2 separate regions of the Mus musculus genome follow, and region 2 is linked to region 1. A link is a contact called in public promoter capture Hi-C data. All regions are on one chromosome and are shown on one strand. Each heading gives the region's core, a stretch centred on a gene start, on an enhancer-like site or on the middle of the called end of the contact. The rest is flanking DNA. Distances are from core to core; before and after follow the strand shown.

What was found. Capture Hi-C pulls out chosen DNA fragments and counts their contacts.
Region 2: a contact with region 1 is called in a promoter capture Hi-C map of adipose tissue, with 2.3 times the contacts expected there. The contact joins two enhancer-like sites. A contact is called at or near these places in 2 of 15 datasets of contacts at CTCF or cohesin (CD8 T cells and pro-B cells), 18 of 484 Hi-C or Micro-C datasets (B cells, the C2C12 cell line, CD8 T cells and 10 more), 10 of 115 datasets of contacts at active chromatin or transcription factors (CD8 T cells, Th2 cells, cardiomyocytes and 7 more) and 2 of 9 other capture datasets (adipose tissue and liver).

The regions. Positions count from the first base shown.
Region 1 is chr10:39,382,580-39,390,318 of GRCm38.p6, reverse strand. All of the region lies in intron 1 of Fyn (Fyn proto-oncogene), which reads right to left. Among named protein-coding and RNA genes, the nearest start is that of Fyn, 17 kb to the right of the region's middle. Within about 2 kb of position 3,873, at least 46 of the 459 cell types and tissues checked have an H3K27ac peak or open chromatin away from gene starts, as enhancers often do. A contact at or near this core is called in adipose tissue, where this site is marked.
Region 2 is chr10:39,448,583-39,456,321 of GRCm38.p6, reverse strand. Fyn (Fyn proto-oncogene) reads right to left here. Exons shown (of 14, transcript NM_001122893.1): 3 at 1,187-1,256. Among named protein-coding and RNA genes, the nearest start is that of Fyn, 83 kb to the right of the region's middle. Within about 2 kb of position 5,076, at least 54 of the 459 cell types and tissues checked have an H3K27ac peak or open chromatin away from gene starts, as enhancers often do. A contact at or near this core is called in adipose tissue, where this site is marked.

The DNA.
Region 1 (7,739 bases), core at 2,624-5,123:
GGCCAGCTGCCTGTAACCCCAGCATCAATGGGTGGAGGCAGGGGGATCCCAGTTTCAGGTTAAGTGAAAAGATTCTGTACCCTCTCCCCCAAAATGGAGGAAAACACTCAGGCTCCCTCTCTGGCCTCTCTGTGCATATGCACAGGCATACACACATACACACACACACACACACACACGCACACACACCTCAGTTACTGAAATGTAATCAACTATTGTCATAATCATATCTTATATGTAACAAAGGAGATTTAGGGTCCATGAGAAACTTGGGAGCATTATTTTATCTTACAAATGGAAGACTGAGAGAAAAATGAGATGTGTTTTCCTCTGTCACAGTATCTTCTTCATTCCACCTTCAACACTTCTCTCTGCTGGCAAAGGTTTAAAATATTCATTGACCTGCCAGAACCATCTACACACACATTACTGGACACACACCGCATCTGAATGGCTTCTTTCTGCTCCAGCAATCACAGCTCTATTCAGTCACAACTGAAGGAGGAACCTCAGGGCTGTACGGTGTGGTGTCAGTGGCAACGAGGATAGAGGATAAAATAGCCGTTTGATAGCAACGTCCCGATCAAGCCTGTCAACAGGGACAAGTGTTCCTTCGGTTATTCTTAACTTAGAATCCAAAGCACAAAAAAGACCAGGCAGGGACAGACTCTGCTGTAATCCCACAGAAAGCTTAGGCGCAGACAGAACACACACAGAAGCTCCTCAATGCTCTCCAGCGCAGGGTGCTCCTGGCTCGCTGCCAGGCCGTGGGGGAGAAGCAAAAACAGGACCACTTTCACAGTGGTCTACCCAAGGCCTGTGCAGCTGCAGACAGACACACAATGTCTGGAATCTTCCATGTTCATGGCCACCATGATGGCCCGTGTGCCCAAGTCTCGGCTCAGACAAGGCTGTTTATTGCAAGGCTTCTCAGCTCCCCATTTCCCTAAGAAAAATGGATTTTCCTCTAACCATTCCTCCTGGTTCCAGTCTAGCACTTTCTCTAGTTGTGCTGACCCAGAAACCCAACAAGGTTAAACTTGAGTCTAACTGCCACCTCTTGTCTCGGCTTCCCTACTCCAGTGTGGGCGCAGTGATGACATGTATGTGTAAATGGCGACTCCAGGCAAAGACAAAGCTGGAGCATAATGGTGTGGTACACTGACATCAAGAGGAAAGCCTAGCCGGTAGCACAGGCAAAGATGGCCAGCAGTCTCTCATGCTTCGAGTAGGACGGAGGCTTCAGCCAATGCTATGTGTGCTCATTTACTCTTTGTTTATAGAAGTAAATAGTCCTTACGCCTCCTTAACAAGGTGCGATGTACTCACTGAAAATTTTGTAAAATACAAAAGTCAAGGGCTGGGAGATGGCTTAGTTGCTAAAACACTTCCCTTACGAATCACAAGGAGCCGAGTTTGACCCCCAGAACTAACACACACACACACACACACACACACACACACACACACACAGAGCTGGGGTGTGGTGACACATGCTTGCAGTCCCATAACTGGGCAGGCAGAGGGAAAAAGATACCTGGTGCTCACTGTCCAGGCCACCTAGTCTCTTTGGGAGTTCCAAGCTAATAAAAGGGGGTAGATAGCATTTCTGAAATGACACCTGAGGCCAGACACACCCCCATATACACAAATGTGGATCCAGTATCCGCACATTAAAATATAGCATTGATCACTAACACCTTCATCCTGCACACCACAGTGGGGAGCACACATGTTCTCTGGAGGGAACCAGTAGGAGAAGTCTACCAAATAAGAACAATGCACTCAGATCAACCGCAGGGTCCATCTCTACTAGGCAGTCTACCCTACCTACCTAATGATGCCCCTCACCACCGACAAATCAAGTACACTCTAATAGAAAAGTCCAGTCCACAGCCAGGGAGAGAGCTGTTGGCCAGGAAACCAAGTGTTATCTACCCCTAGCCCTTCTATTTATATGCTCTGTGACTGGGCCTGTGGGTGCAGCCAGGGTCACATACTAAACCCACAGGGTCAGGCAGGTAAACAGCATGTGCAAAGCAGACAGATGAGGGAGAGCCAAAGACTGTGACTCCTTCCCAAGGTGTCAGTCGCACACTGCCCTGCCCTGGGAGTAGGGGAGTGGGGAATTGCTGTCCTTAGACATTTTTTATTTTTTTAAATCTCAGTTTTTATGTAAAACTGCCTGTTTGAAAGTATGATTCTATGTTTTAAAATGTGTTGTCTACTCCATGAGGACTACGCCTCACCTTCTCTTTCTGTCAGAAAGGAACCTGAGTGACTCTTGCATATCCACAGAGACTTATTAGGAACGTAAGCGAGGCTTGTATTTGTCATAGACCAAAAGCAATCCACGTACACTCACAAGCACGGAGCAGAGTGGCACAGTCTTTCATATCTGCTTAAACTGCGGGATTAGCACACACATTTGAAAGTAGACATGCACACTGGCTCCTGGATTTAAAACCCCCGGAGGATGAGTGCAGCCAACTGCAGATTTAGCAGAGTGTGGCGTACAAGCCTGACTGGAAAGTCCTGGTGACAAATGCAACGTGGAGGCAGGCAGTGTAGACAACCAGCATAAAACTGCAAAAACCAGGAGCTGACGCGTGGGAGAGTGGCCTGAAAAGCAGGCCGAAGGGAGCATACAACACGGGCGGCACTAAAGGAAAGAGACACGAAACCAAGGACTGACCAAAGGCATGGTGTCAGCAAAATACCAAAGTGTGCTGGATGCAGCAAAAATTGTATTAGTATATTAAGAAGTCAAGATCTAGCTACAGAGGTTTTCCTGAACAGGTCAGAAAACACAGACACAGACATGCACATACACAAACACACACACACACACACACACACACACAAACAAAAAAGACATGTCTTTACAACAACACACACTGCCCCACATTTTACACTGTGCCAGTTCTGTATCTGTCCCTTTTAGCCTACTTCTATCACAGTCTCTCTTTGCTAAAATACATTAGTTACTATGGAAACAATGTCATAGCGTGTAAAACCATTTACTGTCCTTGGAAAGGCGCTTGTGATAAAACTGAACAGTGGCACGCTTACAAAAGAGAAGCAACAGAAAACAGTTGCTCAAGAGCACAGTCTCAAAACTGTGACTTCAAAGTATCCTCTACCCCAGTGTCCTATGTTCCTGGTCGCTTGTCACATCCCTGTCAACCACAGAAGTGCCATGCTAAGTTATATAGGCCGTGAGTACTTAAAACAAAGCCTCTCATCTAACATCCTGCAAGCAATCAGCTCCCTTTAGCTCACACTTCCTTCCAAGAGAGAAGGAGAAGGGCTAGAAGATATAATGGATGGTCCAGGGTACATCTGTTCTCTTAACTGTCTTTGAAGATAGAAATAACACTAGAAACGTAGACCTGAATTTCCTTACCACCATGGGTAAGAAATAATCGCCTTCCGTTCTTCCTTCTGATTTCAAGTCAAGTTCACTACATTAAAACGATGTGTAGGAACTAAGCATGGTGGCGCACACCTGTAATCCCTGCACTTCAGGAGCTGAGACGAAGGACTCTGAGTTATGGGCCAGCCTGGAATACATAGTAAGACCCTGTCTCAATTAAGAAAATTTTTTTCATTTTAGTTTTGCTATATTTTGCTTTTTTTTTTGTCAAGAAAAGCTAGCAATCTCAGATTCTGTATAAAACTGCTCTATTTAAAAGCATGAGACTGCATTTTTAAAGCTGCTGTGTGTCTCCTAAGTTCTATACCTCGAAATATGTATAAACATATATACGCAAACACACATGCACAAACTTGGCAAGCATCATGTTAGTTACCCCGACAAAGCAAGCAGCGGGTATGTGTCAGAGAGGCCATGGAGAGCAGGTCTATATCCTGTCATAGAAGAGGGAAATGACGTGACCGCCGTGACAGGCTTCCTTTAGAGCCCACTGCTGTGGAAGTGAGGCTGGAAGGGCAAAAGCAGGAACAAAAGAGGGCCAAGGCGGGCGGGCGTGGAAACACGACCCCTGACCAGGGTGACTCTGACGTGGGACTCACTCCTCTGGCTCAGAGTAAGATCTACACGGGCTGCTTCACTTCAACAGCCACCTGTTACGGTGCCACCGACCCACCAGGCCTGGGCTTTGTACTCTGATGGTCTGGCACTTTTCTAACACAGAACTGCCTACCAGTCAGGCCAACACAGTGACGGGAGGTTTAGTTCAACTGTGACAGTCTCTTTCCTGCCCTTCCCAGTCATGTCACAAGGAGCCTTCCTGGGCTTACCAGAGTGCCTGGGACAAGAGAAATCCAGGTCGGCTAGCTCCATCCAATCCTGACTCGCAGTGACACATGCATTCCTCTGTCACAGAGGAAGTCACGGTGCCTCGGCCATACTGAGCCTGAGATGCACAGAATGCCAGCCGGAAGAATTCAAAGGAGACACAGAACATAAAGCAGGTGTGCATTAAGTATCTGGAGCAAACAGACCAGGGCAGAGCTTTTAAGAACCGCTCTCATTATAGCACTTCTGTCATTTATAGAACGGTCATGTTTAAATTGTCCACTATCTTTTCTAGCCACAGCGAGGCCAAAGAGAAAGAAAATGCAAGTTTAGCTTTTAAAACTAAGTGTGGCATCGCTGGTTTTCTTTTTCACACCAGGCAAACTCTACTCCTGAGCTACAGACCCAACCCCAAATCTTGTGTTTCACGGAAGTTGAAGATAAATGTCAATGGGTACAAATGTCTGTTGCTATTTACTATCCACTACGGGAATATCACACATCACAAATCTGCTGAGGAAGTACCACACTCCACTTCAGATGCTGACAGCTTCTGCAGTGAGACAGCTAGCAACGATGGCCTCACCCACGTGCCTGCAGAAGATTCATTATCATAGCACTGTGGAAACACTGTCCCCTTAAAGCAAATGATCTGGTCTAAATTGGTTTTGCTTACTTGGAGACTAAGGCTCTATGTGTCTGCATGTATACGGTGTGCACGGAAAGCGTTTTCATGTATTACCTTTGTTAGAAGAAACCCTTCGTCAACAGGGAAAGTTAAGGGAGTCTAGGTTTAGGCTCGTTTATCATGAGTTTTAAAGAAGGTCAACTGGAGTTCCCATGCATCTCAGGAGATCAGAATAAACCTTCTGGAAGTTTCATCTGTCACAGGTGAACTGTCTGTGATTGTTACTGCTGCTGTAATGGTAAAAAGCTCTACTCAAGAGATAAAATGACTTCTTTTTCTTGGGATGTTAAAACCTATGGTCTTACTTCTCTGACTATTATGAAGCAGAAAGTTACTTAAATTTTGGTTATGAAATACCAAATTCATAACTGCATTCAAGCAAGTGGCTAAATCCTACTAAATACAAAAGACATGAGGGAGCAGAAACTAACAGGTCACATTTTATACTCCTGTTCAGAAAAACCGATTGACAACATTTTTGCTGAATGCAAAAGGCCCTTCTTCACAGCAGCACACACATTATCTTTTGCCTCCTGTCAGCTGGGTGGCCCCAGTATGAGAAACCACGCTAACTCCACCTGACTCAATGGAACACTGATCAACAAGACCTCTCAGGCTGAGGGGTATTTTGCTTAAAACCGTTTGGAAATCTCTGAAGTCGAAGTTCATGCCAGCGAAATCAAGGGAGGACATTGAGCACACAAGCCGCCAAGATTCTGTGTGGAAACTGCGTCGTGATACTTGGGACTGCCTTGCCTTGTGGCAGGCTTTTGATGGGGCTCCCAGTTATAAGTGGACACCAGTTTAAGCTCTACACTAAGATGAAGTAAGCAGAGAAAACTTTGGTCCTTCTTCATCTAAGTCAAAGCACACAGAAGCGCTGCAAAATGACTTACTTCACTAAGTTGTGGACTGCAGGTATTTATTGGAGGTAGTAATTCTAAAATATGGAGGAAAGATTCATGATACTACTTGGCAAAAGTGTTTACACATTTCGTTATGGGGGAGGGGAGAATGCCCGGGAAGGGCCTCCATTTAGTAGAATTTGTTCTGCATTCACCAGGGAATCTGCACCTGCAGAAAGAGCCTCTTTTTCAAGCAGAGTTACTATGGTGTGTGCATAACTGCTACTCACAGGCATCCATTTCAGGAAGTAACCAGAAACATAATTCTGAAGGGATTGAAGTAACCTCGTGAGAAAATTAAAAACTCACTCTTCATTAAAAAACAAAAACAAAAAACAGTGACTTAGTGAGCAGCAAATATCACGACATTCTTGCTAATGCACAAATATTCAGGATAAGTGACGGTTTCTCTAATGTGTACATACATGTGCTTTTAGATTTTAGATGTGTTATTTTAGTCTTTAAATAGAACTATTTCACAAATCCAAATTTTTTAACTTGCCAACTAACACATCAGCATGCATATACATATATATGTATACACACACATATGTACATATATACATACACATATTTCTATAATTATATTTAGTGACTCTTCAATTAACTCATGGCACTTCATCTCTAACTCTCCTGGCTCTCACGGATAAGGGAAAACATTTCGGATTGAGATGGGCCCAAAGTGTCACAGTGATTTTTGTAGCGTGGACATCCGTAAGCATTGTCCCACCAGGCAGCTCCCACCACACCTCCAACCAACACATGTTTTTAAAAACAGGCCTAAAAGTTTCCTTTCAAAAATTACTAGTTATTTCAGGACATAGCAGGTTTTCAAACACATCTTCCTAAGTGTAGCAGCATGCTTGTATGCATGTCAGTGAGAAAGGACACGTAATTAAAGAGTTTGTCTCCCTCTCTCTTGAGTGTTCTGGAAAGTACTTATGAATTATACTTGGAAATGAATCCCTGCATAACGGATGCTTTATTTAGTACATGGGGACTGAATAAAAATGAAGGGCATCTCCCCTTGTGTTTAGGGATAGAATTTCTAGCATTTCCCCATTACGTTTAAAATACTGAAGCAGAGAGAACTAGGCAGAACTTTTATACACAAAGTAAAATTTAGTCTCCACCATCAGGGCCCAAGAAAGGCTTGAACTTCTAAGATATGTTTCCCTGATCTGAGGTCCCTCCTTCTGCAGGACTACAAAGAACTCACAGTATGCAAACCCTTGCTATAATCTGTGGTTCCATGTAGACAGCTCTAGCCTGAAGGTCACTTCGTGCTCAAAGCAAGCCTGACACAGGTATACTAAGCGGTGACTTCCTCAAAGGAGCGTATTCCTAGCCCTCCCACAAAGTGAAGGAAGACACAGCCTGACTGCTCAGCACACTCAACCATGTATTTTGAAGTATGCTACTTTATTTCTTAATGGTTGGGTCCGACCTAATTATTAACATTGCATTTCTGCTTATGACAGAAAAATACCACCTTGCTACAGTCTCTTAGGAGTTAGTACTTTGGTTGCTTCAGGCAATTAGTCAAATTAAACTCACCTCTAAGTGCCTCTCAAAGCCTCTTGTCCTCCCTCCTTCCCCCAGGGAGATTACAGACCACCACTGCAGTGATAAGAGGGTCTGGTCAAGCCTGATCTCTAAGTCCTTGCTGGCCCCTATGGGATAGCTCTTCCTCCTTCCTTGGGTACGGGCTTGGGAAGGCTGTCATACTGGTCAACTCTTTAGGATTTAGTGGTATCTAGCCATGTTCTCAAGCCAGTCTCTGGGGGGGTGTCTGAAATACTTCCTTCTCTGCATGCTCCACTCTGATCCCAGGATTCCCAGCATCTCTACACCCACTCAGAGAGTAAGTATGACTCTCAGAATT
Region 2 (7,739 bases), core at 3,827-6,326, 65 kb before region 1:
ATCAGCACTCTGTACAGCAGCAACAAGGCTGGTTCTCTCCCAAACACAGGTAAGCCAAACTGTTAGTTCAATAATCGATGTCGGCAAAGGCACATAACCACGGCACGTAACCACGGTAAAATCAAAAGGAAGGGTTGGAAATAAAAGCCCATATGAGCCAAACATATCGTGCACCTCGCTCTGTCCCTTCTCACTGACATGAATGAAAATAGTATCAGAACTTAACCAAAAGCTGGAAGGATGTGACCTCACTCGACTGTAACCGTGGCAGGAAGGTAGGCTGAGCTAGCAGTGCTTGTCTGACAGTGGCTTCCTTGGGTTCTAGAAGGAGGCCCAAGTAACAGCCGCTCTCCCTTACCTCCTCCCATGCCCCATCTCCGGGCTCATTATGGAGAAAATGACAGAGAAGCTGCTGTGGTAGCTAGTCACTGGGAAGTGACATGTCCCATTTCTCAAGTCTTCCTGCTGAAAACATGCACCTTCTGAGTGGCTTATCTTCAGAGGCAAATGTCCCCAACAAGGAGTCTGTCGGAAAACATGGCTGCTGTGGAGCACCTACTGTGCACCAGCATGACTCGGCTCACTAAAGGCCTCCGTTTACAGAAGAGCTCGAGACTCTGAGGGTTATTGTAAAGCAACAATGAGTACAGAGATTTAACCTAGGTCCCCTGACTACAGCCTGCCCTCCACACCACCAGCTGTCAGGACAGTTCTCTGCCTCCCAAGCTTCTGCTCCAGCCTGGGGCAGCTTCCAGGAAGAGTTGCTGCTTACTTTTTTTTTTTTTTTTTTCACTTCCCATTCTTCAAGCAGGTAGCTTCTCTCTCTGTCAACATGCAGGCCGTTTGGACTCCTGGCTTTGGAAACACTATCCCTCTCGCCTGTGCATTTGTTGCTCCTGTTACACAGCTGGCTTAGAGCATGAACTAAATTGACAATGGTGACCTGGGCCCTTATTTTGAGCTTCCCCAGATCTAGACTTTTATAAAATCCCATATCACTTAATAACGTTAGTTTTAACAAGAAAAATGGCATATTGTCAGAAAACACCAATTTAGTGACACATTTACTTAAAAACGTTCATTTGAGGTTTAGAGCAGGTTTGAAAGATACCTGGGCAGTGCAGGGCACCTCTCGGTGGCACCATTTTACACTAAATGTGTTAGAAATAAATGGAACAACACTTACCCAAATTTCCACCAACTATCACAAACTTTATATACACCACATGTCTTCGAAACCAGCGGTCGGACTGACTCTGAAAAAACAATGCAGATAGACTCCTTATTTACAATCTGTTTCAATGTGCCCAGGGCTTGCTCTCTTTGTTCCTCTTCACCTACCGATCGATCGATTGGGGCACCCATCCATGCAGCAAACTCCCCACCACCTGTTCCTTTGCTTTGTTTGCCCAGAAAAATGAAACCAATTTATGAATTATCTTAGCGTACACTAATAAGAAAAAAATACAAACCTGTGAGCAGTTGAATCAGTGAGAAACTATGCTTACAAATCCGAGAATCTCCAATCCTTTAAAGCGACCGAAAGCAAGAGAACAATGGACAATACCTAAGATTAAACTCCTCACCTTTCCCCCTGGGCTAATTCCTCTCCTCTTTATCATAGCTCTTCCTTCTGCCTAGTTCTGGGAGGTCGAAGGCTACTTTTCTCTCTCCTCTTCAGTAAATCTTATTTTCTTGTCTGTAACATAGGACCTGTGTTAGGCACTTTCCAGGGTCATCATTACTGTATTAACTCAGTCACACACGGGACACGGGGAGGCTGAGAACAGCAGCAGCTACTAGGAGCTGAGCACACATAAGCTTTGCCCATCTCGCTCCTCACTGCCCCATCTAACATGGCTTCTCACCTCTCCTGCACACCAGGCCCCAGACCTACTGCTGAGCTGTACCCAGGCTGGGATTTCTCTCCTGACATTCTATCTGGTCTGCGTCATGCCTTGCTTACAGAAAACCCATGCCCGGCCTTCACTGCCTCCCTCCCACCCCCTCCACTCACTCTCCTGGCTCTGCAAAGCATTTTCCCCGAACACCTTTTTCAGGGACTCTTCTTGTTACCCACACGTTTCCGCATGAGATAATGTCAGCCTGGGCTCATGCCTGTCCAGGCTTTATTTCTGCATGTTCTCAAGCAGGTGGGGCCTTGACAAGTGCCTTCCCAGGCTCTTCCCATCCCATCCATAACAGTAGAAGGCCCCAGGTATTTTCTTAGGCAGGAGCTCTTTGCCCTTCTGGACTATCTAGGCCAGTCTATAGCGTTTCTCAGAATTCTAAATGAAATTTTTGTTGGTGTTACTGTTAGTTCAATTTTTTTTTTCTTTTTTTAAGACAGGGTTTCTCTGTGTAGCCCTGGCTGTCCTGGAACTCAGAAGTCCGCCTGCCTCTGCCTCCCAAGTGCTGGAATTAAAGGTGTGCACCAATTTTTTAAAGAATAATATCTTTAAGTACTTCAAATTAACATGTGAAATTCACAGTTTAAAAGGAGGAAACTGCATCCATATTCAGTTATCAAAATATTTAACAGCTACATAGTGAGACTGTGTCTCAAATAAATAAATAGATAGATAAATTTGAGATTGATTTCCTTCGATAGTTCAATGATTTTCTGCAAAAATCTAAAGTAAATGCCATTTTTAGGAATCCTTAAATGAAGTCGTATTTTAGGATGTCCTTAATTGTAACATAACATAAAAACATTTATGAATCTACTCATATTCTATTCTATACAGAGCTAAATCTATTACATAATAAAGGAAATGCCCCAGTAAAGGAAAATGGAGAGTAGATTCCTGCCTGCTAGACTGGGGCCCTGACCCGTTAACTCCAGCCATGGCCCCAGTCCTTGCAGCCAAGAGTACCAGATTCAGGCCTCTCCTCACTCTCGTTATCTCATCATCTTCCATTGTTTCATTGATCTTCCTAGTTTGGGAGAGTCACATTATTTCTACCTCTTTATTCCTGGTTTACTAATACCCTCCCCTATCACCGGCACAGTAAGGGAAGCAGTCATCAATACTATCTGAATCAATCAGTGATTAAGTACACTGATTGTACAAGCTTGGCTAATATTAATATTAGCTCATCTCTTTGGCAGCATATGAGGTCCTAAAAGTGTAGATGGACATCTCAACATTCTATATTTAGATTATAAATGACCGAAGTTAGGCAACAAAATGTTCTCTTCTTTTTAGAGAGTGGATCTTCATGTGTGCTGATGACTGACAGGGCTCTGGGAACAGGCCAGCTGTTCAAGTATTTACTGACAAGTAACACCCTGGATGCCTACATGGGCATACGTGATAAGTATGGCCCCTGCGTCTCTAGAGCATCAAGTCCAGCAACCTCCCTTAGCTGGTCCAGAGCAGCCAGGAATCTCTCCATCTCCCAGGGTCGTGCATAGTATAGAATGGTGAACCATGTTGGCCAGGCCAGTTAGCAGCACTTGGAAACTAGACCAAGATCCAACTTCCTGTCAATCAAGCAGACCTGACCCTGTGGTGCTGCGGCAGGTCGACTGAAGAACTAGCCCCAGGAGTGATGTCTCTGCATATGAAACCAGAGGTGACAACTTCAGGTAGGTCAACTTAGTATCTGGCTACATCTTTTATTCCAAGCTCTGCGGCATCTATGATGAATCAGGGTCATGGTAGACAGGGTTTGTCCATATCCTTTTTATCCAAGCAGCTTTGTCAAGGGGTGACCGGGTATCTTTTGCCAAAAGCAAACAAAAAACAGGATAGCTATCCCTTTTCAAAGTGAAGAAAGCCTAATGATTTCCTCCAATGAGCATCAGTAACCAGGGCACAGTGACCAACTGTTTGGGCAGAAATTTACCACTGGCAGCATTTTCCACATCTAACATCATGTCAAGTGACTCTCAGGCCATGTGGCAGTGTGTTCTTCCTCTCCAGTAACTCCCAAGGCTGAGCTATTTATCTACTGTAGGAACGAGCGCTGGACCTAGCACATAACTCTTTTATACTACAGCACATTTATCGCCATCTCATTAGGATTTGGATATATGCTTTTAGTTACCAGTAGAAACAACTAACGCATAACAAAGAGTGGTTTGTCTTCTGCATCTTTGTGCAGTCGTGAAGGAGTAATGCTGATTTTGTGGGCACTCCCACACAACAGTGCATAGCCCCCTTTGTACTCTCTGTTTCTAGGGAACACCAAGGCTGTGCATGACATCTGAACACACTATGAACAGGGATGGTTCTCATCAATGCAGGGTTATGCTCAATTTCTTCTTCCTAAGGGAGCCCTCGCATACACTTCCCCAGCCACCGTGCCTTAAGAGCAGGGCAACAGTCCCTGAAGGGGAGCCATCAGGATGGTTTAGGGCTTTGCAGGACACTAGCCCACTGACAGGACCTTTCACAGGAGTTGTCAAACCAAGCTTTCCCAGGTGACTGCTGTGAATACTCTGTGTATACTCAGGGTGGAGACCCCCAGACTCTTGCCAGTGACCGAGTCAACAATAAACTTACAGGTCAACATAAGCCAACGAGACAGAAGAGTTTACTTACTGGGAGCTTCCTGCTCTTCTGGGAGGATCTCTTTTGTCCGGTGTGTGTGTGTGTGTGTGTGTGTGTGTGTGTGTTTGTGTGTGTGTGTGTGTGTGTGTGTGTGTGTGTGTGTGTGTGTGAGTGATATGCCTGGGACGTTCACAGCTCTGCTGCTGTAGCCTGGGGATGCATGCTGCTGGTCCTGGAGCTAGGGAGAGCACAGGGAAGCAAGCTCAGTGTAGATGAGCCCAGCACCTCTGAGTTCCCATGCACTCCTCACTGCTTAGGTCTCCGTGAGTGGAGGAGCTCTCAATCCTGAGTAAGGTTATAAATGAGAGAGAGTGGCAAGGCCCTGGTCACGCCCCTTTCTGAGGAGTCCAACTCTGCAGAGCTTCATTCTGTTCAGGGAACTGACCCAGCAGTGCCCTGGTTACGGTGACCGTCTCGTGTCTGCATTTCCAGAAGCTTCCAACTCAGCTGGACTCAATCTGCTAGCGGATATGCTGAGCACTTCCCAAATTATCTTAACCAGAGTGGCCACTGGTTGCCTTCCTGAGAAGTCACATGGATGTCATTTCCTGTAAAGACAATAGGAGACTAACTGCTCAGCCCCAGCCTCCAATAGGGAAGGTATGTAATTACTGAAGGGTAAATAAGGAAGAGCTTGGGGCTTCTGGATCTGCTCCAATTACTTGTGGGATCCGGTAGGTGGGTGGGTGGGTGGGTGGGTGGGTGGGTGGGTGGGTGGGCTCCCTGGTCTGGAAAAGATCTGAGGGCTGTATCCTCTGCAGGCATTTATACCCTTTCACATGTTGCTGGGTCTCAGTAAAGACCCAGATTTCTGAGGAAAGCAAGCAGACTGGCCATTACACAGAGCCACATGTGGCTTCAGTGTCATTTTGATTCCCATGTAGGAGTTGTGTATAGTTGTGGAGGTCGGGAGTGTCCCACAGACAACTCTGGTGTTTCCTTGCTTGTCAGCCCCATTGGGGAGAGGCCTATGCTGGGATTTACCTGATTCTGTGTCTGTTGTGGTGGCCTGCTGAGAACGAGTCTTCTGTCAGGCAGTGAGACGCTGCTATCTGCCTCCCTCACAGCTTCTGCCGCAGCTGCCCACCTCTCAGACCCTTTCTGCTTTCCCTTCCCTGCCCGCTTCCCTACTTCCAATTTCCCCAGTCCCAGCAGCATCCTGTGCCATCAATTCAAGCTGCCCTGCTGCCATTCTGGCTTGCGCCTCATCCGCTACCTTCAGCTGGAAGGCAGGACCTCTCCTTGGTCACTGCTGTGTCCCAGTGCTTGTGCAGATCCTGGCATGGGACTAAGAGAGTGTCTCACGGGAGCTCCTGCTACTTCCTGTCTCTGGCTTCTCTCCCGCCTTACTGTATATATGAATATTTAGGGCACAGGCTGCTTAGGTCCCAACTACAACCTGTCATCTGGGAAGGATTTATAGCCTAGACCCATACTTCAAAAGTGAGAAATGTTTTACTGTGGCTAAGAAGCTTGTGAGAGGCCTTCTAAGCAGAGGGCAGCAGAGATGGGCATTTTAGCCAGGCTGCTAACCCAGCGCTTTGGCTGCTATGTCAACACTCGTGCACACACGCACAACAGTCTCTCCAGGGAGCCTACTATGCAGTGAGCACTCAAAAATATTTGTTGACTGGCTGAATAAATGACTGGGTCTCAATGAACGTTGCAAGGGGTTGATCAGTTTGTCATATAGTGGAATGCTCTCCAAAAATACCGACAAGGAATGGGGGTTACGAAGCTGCCAGCCAGAAACCAGACTCTGTCCCACACGGTCACTGAGTCACGTCCATCCCGGACTGTTGAATCAATGACACTATTAGAAAGTCCATGACTACCAGGTATGATGACACACACCTGTAATCTCAAAACCTGGGAGGCTAAGGCAGGAGGATTACAAGATGATGCCAGCTTGGGCTACACATTGCTAGACCCTGTCTCAAGATAAAACAAAATCAGTGAATAAAAAACAAAACAAAACAAAACAAAAAACCAACCCAAGTACCTATTATTTATAAGGTTGAACACAAGCAAAGAATAAGGTCTGAGAGAGGTGGTGAGCCCTTCCCTGCCTTCTCCACTCCCCTGTGGCTACTGCTGTCATGTGTAGAGCTGGCATCTTTTGAGCACAGTAACAAGAGATTTAAAACTCAGCCCCAACTCCACCTCCTCAGCACAATATTCTCTGAAGACCTATAGCCAAATGGTCCAAAGATGAGAGCTCTGAGTGGTCCACTGACACACTGAACAAGCACCATACAAACAAAGCTTCACCCACCGCCAGAGCCAGGACGGTTTGCTAGTGAACCATACCCACTCTGAGTGACTGCAGACTTCCCTCCTCCTTTTGGGTGGAGTCGGGGGCTGACTAACAGGGTACTCTGGGAAGGCCTCACTGACCTATGGGCTAGCCCCGCCTGCCAATTCTGCTTTCCCTCCAGAAAGCTATATGGCCTCAAGCAAGGCTGTGGTTTTATGATTTGCTGGAGTAGAAGCAAACAGCAAAGGGAGGAGGGGGAGGAAGGGGAGGAAGGGGAGGAAGGGGAAGAGGAAGATGAAGATGAGGAAGACAGAGTGGAGAACAGCATAGGAGGTACTAGGCCAGCAGGAAGGAAGTACTGACCAAACACAGACTAAGGGAATGTCAAAGTCAAACTTCAAAAGCTGGCTGCTCCTTTTATTTTGAGCACTAGGAAGACACTGCAGAGGCTCACTTGTGTGCAAGGAAAGCACGGGCAGGGCAGAGGTTCACTGTGTGCAAGGCATCCCAGAACCAGCCAAGAGTTCATTCTTGGCTCCTAAGAGGCTAAGTGTAGATTCCTGAGATTGTGGCTCTGAAATTAGATTGGGGGCTCATGGGCACTGAGGCATGGACTGTAGGCAAATGGGTAGCTGAGCCTAGGGGGTGCAATTGCCACCACCAAAGCAACGTCCCAGCAATACCATTACCAACATAAGTTCATATCTTTATTATTACTACAATGAAACCTATAAATCAAGGGTACCCCACTCATTTGGGATTGTCACTAGAACAGTGAGTTGACTGTCTAGTGTGGGGTTGACTCTGAGCCTCTAACTCATTAAGATGAACTCATTAGGATTAGTGCCATAATCCTATCTTTCTGCCCAGTTGTGAAATCACCTCAGGCAGCAGATAGAGTGAGAAAACAAAGCAAATACTGT